Linked DNA regions of Manis pentadactyla: region 2 is linked to region 1. Evidence: chromatin contacts called from public Hi-C data. All regions are on one chromosome and are shown on one strand. Each heading gives the region's core, a stretch centred on a gene start, on an enhancer-like site or on the middle of the called end of the contact. The rest is flanking DNA. Distances are from core to core; before and after follow the strand shown.

The links. Hi-C and Micro-C count contacts between places; a contact is called where the count stands out from the background.
Region 2: a Hi-C map of skin fibroblasts shows a contact between it and region 1, with 2.2 times the contacts expected there. The contact joins the promoter of LOC130685027 here to the promoter of P4HA3 in region 1. A contact is called at or near these places in 2 of 3 Hi-C or Micro-C datasets (fibroblasts and skin fibroblasts).

What each region holds. Positions count from the first base shown.
Region 1 is chr9:39,783,781-39,788,168 of mManPen7.hap1, forward strand. P4HA3 (prolyl 4-hydroxylase subunit alpha 3) reads left to right here and starts at 2,596. Exons shown (of 13, transcript XR_008999214.1): 1 at 2,596-2,849.
Region 2 is chr9:40,080,082-40,084,469 of mManPen7.hap1, forward strand. LOC130685027 reads right to left here and starts at 2,496. Exons shown (of 3, transcript XM_057508194.1): 1 at 1,289-2,496; 2 at 356-416. The coding sequence starts at 2,496. The coding sequence ends at 1,519. It overlaps UCP2 (uncoupling protein 2), which reads left to right and starts at 2,241. Exons shown (of 8, transcript XM_036929766.2): 1 at 2,241-2,379; 2 at 3,220-3,375.

The DNA of each region.
Region 1 (4,388 bases), core at 1,346-3,845:
GTGTGTGTGTGTGTGTGTGTGTGTGTTCTGTCTAGCCCAACCTAGCAGTGCTTCTTCTAATTAAATTATCTTGAAACTTTGAGGATTTCCTATAAATCTTATTGAAGTTCACTCTTGTAGACAAAAACACATCCTCATTTATTTCCAGGTCCTTCACTAACTTTGGCTGAGAGTTAGAGTACTACGGAACAGTAGCCTTAGGATTCTTAGAATAATTTTTGCCTGATTGAAGTAGTCTATTTTGTGGGACACACTCTTTATTGTGCTCTCTTGTGTACCAGAGGGAATCTACAAGACATGCCCTTAAGATACTTCGAATCTCTACTAAGTATGCCCTTAAATCTTTCTGAAGTCTCAGCAAAGGGTCTCTCAACCACACCTCTGAGAGCTTGATCTTGAGGTGATGTTTTACTTGGAGCACCTTGGGCTTGTTCTTTATCCTAAGTCATTTCTTTGAGAAACTTTAGATCATTGGAAAGACTGTCCTGGACCTTCTATATTTCCTCTAAATTCTGCTTGGATGCTAAGCCATTCCTTCTATGATTCATCTCTTTCTTGTATTTTATAATTCTGCTTGGAGGTTCTCTAGCCAGATTCATGATCTAACTGTGAGGATGTCCTCTATTTTCATGTGACTGTCAGGCAACAGGTTCATTAACTGTTCTTCCAATACAGAACTTCAGTACTTGCGTGCTCTTTTCTCCAGCCTACAATAATGTTGTCCTTACTGCCCTTCAAACCTTCATTGACAGTGTCCTAGGGCCCCTTCCAGATTTTGTTAACAGTCTTTCTGAGGGTCTTTAAGCCTTTGCCAAAGCCGATGACATGTGGTTTAAGTTAAGCTGAGCCTTCATTCCTTCATGTCTCTCAGTACTGGATGCAGGCTGCCTAAGGAAGTTTTGAAATGGCCTCAGGTATGGCTGTTCTCTGCTGCAGGGAGTCCCCGAAGGGGCTGACTGCTGGAGAGTCTTCTGACTACACTCCCTGGAGCTGTGCGGCAAGCCCTTCCTTGAAGGGGGGTTTGGGTGGTGCATCTCCCTATTTGCCATGAGCAGTGTTATGCTGGGGTTGGCTCACACCAGCTCAAGGAGTCAGTGTCAGCATGTCTGCCCAACTGCATTCAGAGATATCATCTAAGTACCTTGAAATAAGTCACTGTAGGAGAATTTTCACCGCAGAAATAGGCAAATGTCACAAATCAGGACTTTTTTCCCTGGAGTGTTGGTTTACCAGCACACCTCTGAATGTGATCTATAAGTAATTAACATTGAGTAAGTTACTTTTCCTCTCTGTAACTCAATTTTTCATTTGTAAAATGAGGCTAATAATACCACCTGTGCCATAGAGTAGGCATGGGAATTAAATAAGCTAATACATAATAAAATGCTTGGGACAACACCTTGCACACTGGAAGCACTCAGTGTTATCTTTACTGTTGCTGTTTTATTACTATTATTGCCACCTTAAAAACCTTCTACAGGATTTTCATGGCAGATAGGCTAATTTGTTAGTATGCCATGCAAAGCCCCTTGACAATCTGATAGTTCCAAGTACAAGGAACTTCCCTTCATTTCTGGAACTCAAACTATTTTGCATCTCCAAACCTCGGTACACATAGGTACCTTCAGCCAGGAAAGCCCATTCCTCCCTTGCCTGTCCTCTTCCAGACAATTCCTTTGCATCCTTTTGGACCTGCACATATAGCCTCCTCTGTGGACCCCATCCCACTACCTACGTATGGACATGGGCCCCCTCCTCGTGTTGCCATTGCTCATTGCACAACCCTCCATTATCCCCACAGCACTTTATAATGGTTGTTTACATCTCCATTTCCTCTTGGGAGTCCAGGGTTGGATCTGCTATTTCTCTGTGTCTTTAGTACAGTGAACAGAGGTGCTAAATAATTGTTAAATGAACGAACAAATGGATGAATATTGCCTGGGAAAACGAGGGAAAAAATAAATAGCTTAGTAGAGTACAATAATAATATTTTTGTTTGCTTATGTCACCATAGGTATAATGTGTAGAGCAGAGATCCAGGACCCCTGAGTTTTAGGTTCTGCAGGTCCTAGATTTGTCATGTACTGACCCTAACTGCCTTCATGTCTTCATCTCGGGTCAGAATTCTGCTCCTCCTTCAACATGGCTCGGATGTCACGTCCTCCGTGAAGTGTTTGCCTCTCTATTGCTCACTCTCAGCTCTTTACCGGCATCGCTGTTACTCCCCTGGATTTCCCCACCCGAATCCGGTGGTATTTCTGTACTTCCACCCCCCTGACCCGGACAGGCGAATATTTTGGGGCTGGCCTTGTACAGCCAGAGACCAGTGAACACCTTCCTCCCCATGCCCCCGCCTCAGTTTCCCCCCGTGTGACAGGGGCTCGGCGGAAACCCCTCCCCAGGGTGTGCTCGGCTGGGGCGCGAGCGGACCCTGAGGCTGCAGGCCCCCCACGCAGCGCGCGGGGCGCAGCGGCAGGAGGGTGGGAGCTCCAGAGCCAGCGTGGGTGTCGGAGCGAAGGAGGGGGCGGCGGGCGCGGCGGGGCGGCCGGGAGGGCCGAGCACCCGGGGCGGGGCCGAGGGGCGGGCCCGGCGGGAGCGGCGGGGCCCGGGCGAGCTGGACGGCCCGGGGGACGCGGGCGAGCGCCGGCGATGGGCCCCGCGGCGCGGCTGGCGGCTCTGCTGGCGGTCCTGGCGCTCCGGACGGGGGACCCGGCGGCGGCCGCGGCGCGCGGGGACACGTTCTCGGCTCTGACCAGCGTTGCGCGCGCCCTGGCCCCGGAGCGCCGGCTGCTGGGACTGCTGCGGCGCTACCTGCGCGGGGAGGAGGCGCGCCTGCGGGACCTGACCAGGTGAGGCGCGGGGGTCGCGGCGGCAGAAGGGCCTGCGTGGGGGAGACCGAGGCAGAGCGCGAGACCCAGGCACTGTGCTACGGGGCCGGGGCCGACTCCGCGTGTCGCCCTGCGTGGGACCTCAGACCCAGTGTCACAGTGTGTCACACAGTTTGGAAACTCAGACTGTCACACATACACAGTAGCTCTCCAGAGCCATATTCACACAGCCGAGTTGATACACTGTGGAAAAGCGTGGTGGAGTGATACTGAGGCCCCGTAGGACCTCACAGGCACTGTCCAGCTGTGTGGGACCCCAGGCTCTGTGTCACAGAGACACACCGACAGGGCGGGAGTGAGACGGAGAGAATTCTCTGTGGTACTGTAGCCGTACATTTGTTGGCCATGTGACCCAGCAAACTGGTGTTTAGTATGAGGTGACCTTTTGTGACCATATAGGAGGTTTACGTGTCACTGGGACTGGATGGGTATGATCTGGAGATCCTACTCTGTGTGTGAAAGATGCCCAGTGATTGTATAGGTCACTATATGACTAATGCTTCATTTCATCAATTCATTCAACACACCTGTTTGTTTGAGTGCCTGCTATGAGCCACAGGCATTGGTATAAATGCTGAACAAGTTCCAACAGTCCCCTCAAGGAGTTTGGAGTGCGAAGCATATGATTGTTAATCAGAGATGTCCATCACTTCCTTTGCTTTCAGCTCTCCCTTCTCTTCATACATGTAAGAGCTCTCTATATTCTAAATATATAACTGAGAGTTTTTATGTGTATAAAAGTATTTCACACCACGAAAACACTGGGTAAAACCATACTTAATGTTAGGGGAATGTGAGTGTAGCACACATAGGGAGATAATCAGCCATTATTGTTTCGCTATACAATCAACAAACCAGTGCTACACTCTGTAGGATCAAATACTGTAGACTTGGAACACTGGGGCACTTTGTGTGGACTGCAGTGTCGAAGTATGAAAGATGAATGATTGTATGATACCATGTGTATAAATACATGTACCTTCTCAGCTTGGGACATTAAGAAACCTATAATGTAACGAACTGTAGTATAACCATGTTGCTATCTGAATATATTAATATTGTGCTTACATAATGATGTGACTCTCCACTGAGCTGAAACAAGAGAGGGCTGTCTCAGAGTATACTGTGAGTGTGTGTGATAGTAACGCCAGTCCTGGGGTCCGTGGGAAGGTGTATGAGACACAACGGCTGTATGAGAGGTCCCACATCGAAGGGAATCAGTTCATGTGTGAAAGTGTGGGTGAGAAATCTTGTTACTCAATGGTGACTGAATGATGATGTAATTTGGTATGTACTTTAGGTATGTAGCTTGCATATGAAGTTATACACATGTTTTAAATTTATTGGTAGTTTCAAATAATGTGACAATATGCACACAGATATAATGTAGATAAGTGTGTATAAATCATAACAATGCGTGATGATAATTTCAATAATTCTTGTCACTCATTGGAGCAGCGTAGTTGCCTACCGTTCTTTGGGCACTCATTTAGAGAGCTT
Region 2 (4,388 bases), core at 1,246-3,745, 300 kb after region 1:
CTTTTTTAAAAATGCAATAATTTTCTGTTTACTTGGGGGAAAGGAATTACTACAACCCCACTCAATATTTTCAGCAGAAATTACCAGGGACACTTTTAATTTTTTCTAAAGTTGGTTTTTATTACCTGATGTTTTCAGTTTTGTTATTCTTGTATCTTTTTCATTTTCAATTATTCACAGTTTGTATTTAAAATTTTTAAGTCCCAAAACTATAAATACAGTGGATTGTTTTCTGATAATGATATTAACATTATAAACTTTGTTAATTTGGTTTCTGGCATAGGTGTTTACAAATAAACTGGGGTGTATATAGTCAATGAAATAGATATGAAACAAGCTTTTAAAATGCACTTACCTCTAGCCATACATTCTCCAATTTGTCCACGGGACCTCTTAAGGCTTGGATGATACAGGTCCTAAAAACCCAGAGGTAACAGTGTAGCATTGTTCTAATCTGCCAGGCTCCATCCAAAATAAAAGAGAATTTGGGTTTTTGAGTTTTTGTTTTTGTTTGTTCTTTTCAAACCCTTTCATTGAGAGAGTTTAACAGGATTTCTTCTTAAAGAATCCATACTGGGTCCTCTACCTCTACTTCACTTTTTAAGTGTCCACACAACCACCCTTTAACAGACCCTTGAATTTTGCCAGGGATGAACACACATCTCGCTGTTACATAGCCTTTGGAATCTGGATTCTACCCTGTTTGGGCAATCAGGGAGCCACTCTCATCTCCAGGCCTTTGGTTGCACCCTGTTCATGTCTCCTCAAAAATCACTTGACGAATCCAGCGGTTTCACCACAAGTTTACTGAGTATCCTGGGAATCGTTTCATTACAGCAAAAGACAGAAGCTCAGGTGAAAAAGCTCGGCCAACTAGTGGACGGGAAACCCCGCAATGCTAAGTAAATCTCCCGGCTCCACTTCTCAGTTTCCACTTTGCTTTTGCTTCTGCTTTTACCAGGACCAAGTGCTCAGTGTGTTTTTCTTTCCTGCTGTAATTCTCCAGTCCCATTCCAGCTAGTCTCCTCAGCTGACAATGCCTTCTGCTGTGGATAGTACAGAAAACACATGCATAGAACCTGGATGACCAGGGTTTAAGTCAGGGCTCACCACTTTCTAGTTGTGTGACATTAGGCAGGACTTAACCTATCAGGACTGTATCCTCATCTGTAAAGTGGAGGTTGATACCAGTGCAATATCCACACTGAAGCCACATACAGTGACTGCATTCACCAAATGTTCATCTCCCCCAATACTACAAATATGAAAATAGCTTTCCAGAACTTACAGTGTAGTCAGGGAAGCGGCTTGCACTACCCTGACTAATCCTTACAACAGCCCTGGGAGGCTGACAAAGATGAAAACAGAGGAAGAGAGAGGCAGAAGGTAGTCAAAAGTAGCGGCAGAGTCCAAGAGACCTGTGGGCTTCTACTCCCTAAATGCACGTGCTTGTCCAGGCCACAAGACCCAATTACTGGTTGTTTACGTGTCTGTCACCCCTACGAGATCGCCAGCCACCTACGGGCGGCCCAGGTCCGGTCCCTTTCTCACTCCAGGGCTCGGTGCGGCCCTCCCAGTCGCAGGGCGCGGGCCCGCTCGCTCGTCTGTAAGGAGAGGGGAGAGCGTCACGCCTGGTGTCTCCGCGCCACCCAGGCCTGATGTCCCCCGGGGCCCCAAGAGCACGGTGAGTAGGCGGCGGGAGAAGTCGGGAAGCCCAGCCGCGCCCAACGGCCGTTGGCGGTTGCCGCCACCTGCAGATGCAGCCGGGATTGGCTCCCCTCCGCTAGCGCGACGCCGGGAGGCCACGCCCCGCGGGAGCCCGCGCGTGCGCCGAAGGCGGGCGGCGGGCGTGAGAGTCCGGGCTGCGGACCCGGTGTGTGGGTCTGCGTGCACCCACACCCGCACCCGGGCCGCAGTTAGGGAGAGCCTTGGCCGGGAGGTGTGGGGGAGAGCAGAGGCGTGTGGCCCCGGGCAGCCTCTGCTTCTTTCCGGCGTCAGTCTAGCCGTTCTCACAAAGCGGTTGGCGGGGCAGTGTGAGGCGGAGCGAGGGAGTGACTCTGGGAACGACGTGCTGGACGCGGGTTCCGGCTGCACGCGGAGCGGAGGGGATGAAGGCAAGCAGAGAGCCCCAGGCACGACAGTCCCCCGGAAAAGCAGCGGGTAGAGAGTTGCCTCACCCGGTCGGTGACGCGGAGCGCGTCCGCCCCGCCGGCCCCGCCCCGCCCCGCCCCCATGACCTAAGTCGAGCCGCAGCCTCTGCAGAGCCCTCTGCAAGCCGCTCCACCGTGTTTCCGGATCGGCCGCTGTCTGCACCCCGGTGCCGCACCCTCCGCCCGCGGACGCCCGAGCCGCCCGCTCTCGTGTTCTCCCTGTGGCCCGGTGAGCCCGGCCCTCGCCCGCCACAACCCTGCGCCCGCTACACCTGCTTCTTGTCGCTTCCCAGCCGCGCGGATCCGTGCGCTTCCCTCTAATTTTCCTCCTCTCTTCCCAGCCCATTCCGTGTGTTTCCTCTCTGTCCTCTGCTCTTCTATTCCTCTTTCATCCTTGATCTTTCTCCCTTTGTTCTTTACCTCTCGCGTTCAGTTGGCTGTAATTTTAGCCTTCACCCTTCCACTCCCTCCCCTCGACCAGGGAGGGTGTCCTGCCTCGCCTTGGGTGGGGACCTTCAGCGCTTCTATAATGACCAAAGTGACTCTTCCTCCCCAGGCGACTCCAGGCCATTCCTGGGGCTGTTTATGCTGAGAGGAGGCCTTGAGCTGCACATTTTCTGCAGGCCCGCTGCCAGCCCCTCTTACAACCTCACCCGTGCCTGGGTCCTAGTTGACTGCCAGCGAGTCTGACCCATCATGACATCCTCACAACATGCCCATTCCCCAGAGTCAGCTACTATGCTGGGGCTGGCTCTCCAGAGTACTGAGTGCCACTGAAGCAGAATCTGGAAAAGAGTCAGTTTGTGACACTAAGAGAGCAGATGGGGGAGGGAGGACTACTGGGTTCATTTCCACCCTCCAGTGTGTGCACTTAATCAATCCCTGGATGCCCTGAGTGAAATAGACCCAGGTCTGGAACCCACAGGCCCACTTCCACTCCCCAGCCACCACCCTAGGGCAAGGATTGGGTGGGCTTGTGTGGCTTGCGCAGGCTCCCTTTCCTTGATGGAGTGTGGTCCTTGAAGGCAGATTTCCCTTTCTAAACTCTCCTCCTTTGCCCTCTCTACAGAACACATAGTATGACCATTAGGTGTTTCGTCTCCCAGCCATTTTCTATGGAAAACCAAAGGGATCTGGCCATGATAGCCACTGGCAGCTTTGAAGAATGGGATGCCTTTAAAGAAGCCTGATCTTGGAGACCTCACTGTAGGACCTTCAAAGCCGGGTAAGAATCCAGTCCAAGGGAAGGGGGATCTCTTGTGGCCTCCTAACCCTGTGGTGGGTACCAGGGTCAGTAGGACATTAGCAAAAATAACACCACTACTAACACAGCGAAGTTGCTCTTCAGAGTTCACAACGCACTTTCATACGTCCCTGGTCTCATTCTGGCCTTTCAGCTGACCCTGACAAGCCAAGGGGTGGTGGTCCCCTTTTTACAAAGGAGGAAATTGAAGCCCAGGTTGGATACTGTTTGAATATCAGCAGCAGAGCTAGGACAGGAACCTATTATTCTAACTACATTTGTTGACTTCAGCTTTGACCCTTCCTGAGACTGAGATTAGTAATCAGGTGTACTTTTTAACACTGAAACTGGTTATTTGCTAGGGGCTGTAATATAATTAACCCTTTCTAGGCCAGTTTTACTCACTCTTCTCAGTAGGGTCTTGAGCAAAGACAAATGTTGCCCACATATCCACACCTCTAACGGATTTGGGCAAACCCAGAGCAGCATTCAAAATGGCAGCTGAGCTCTATGCACTTGTCTTTGAGGCAGATGGGGGCTGGGTCTTCTTCTCTGGTCTTCACCACCCTTTGCAGCCCAGCTCAAGGTGAGGACAGGATAGGCTCATTTCATCATGTCTCTGATGCCCAGAGAAGGGACACCTTTTGCCTAAGCCTTCTCAGAGCTGTCATATTGGGATGTGAGAACTTGAGTGTTGGACAAGCCCTGCCTGTGCCTGGGGCTGAGAATACAGCAGGAGAGACATATTCTGGGCACCAGTGCAAAGCAAATAATAACATAAGGTTTGGAGCCCACAGATGTGACTCTTCCTAAGTTACCTCATCTGTAACATGGAAGTAAGGGCAGCCATGTCAAAGGGCTGCTCTGAGGAGTCAGAGCTCATAGAATGCCCTGGGCAGTGGTATGGAGAAAGGTGTGAAATTTGTCAGAAGCAGGTAAGTCAGGAGCACCTTCATCAACCCATTCTGCCATTTTGAGTGCCAATCCCTTAGCTT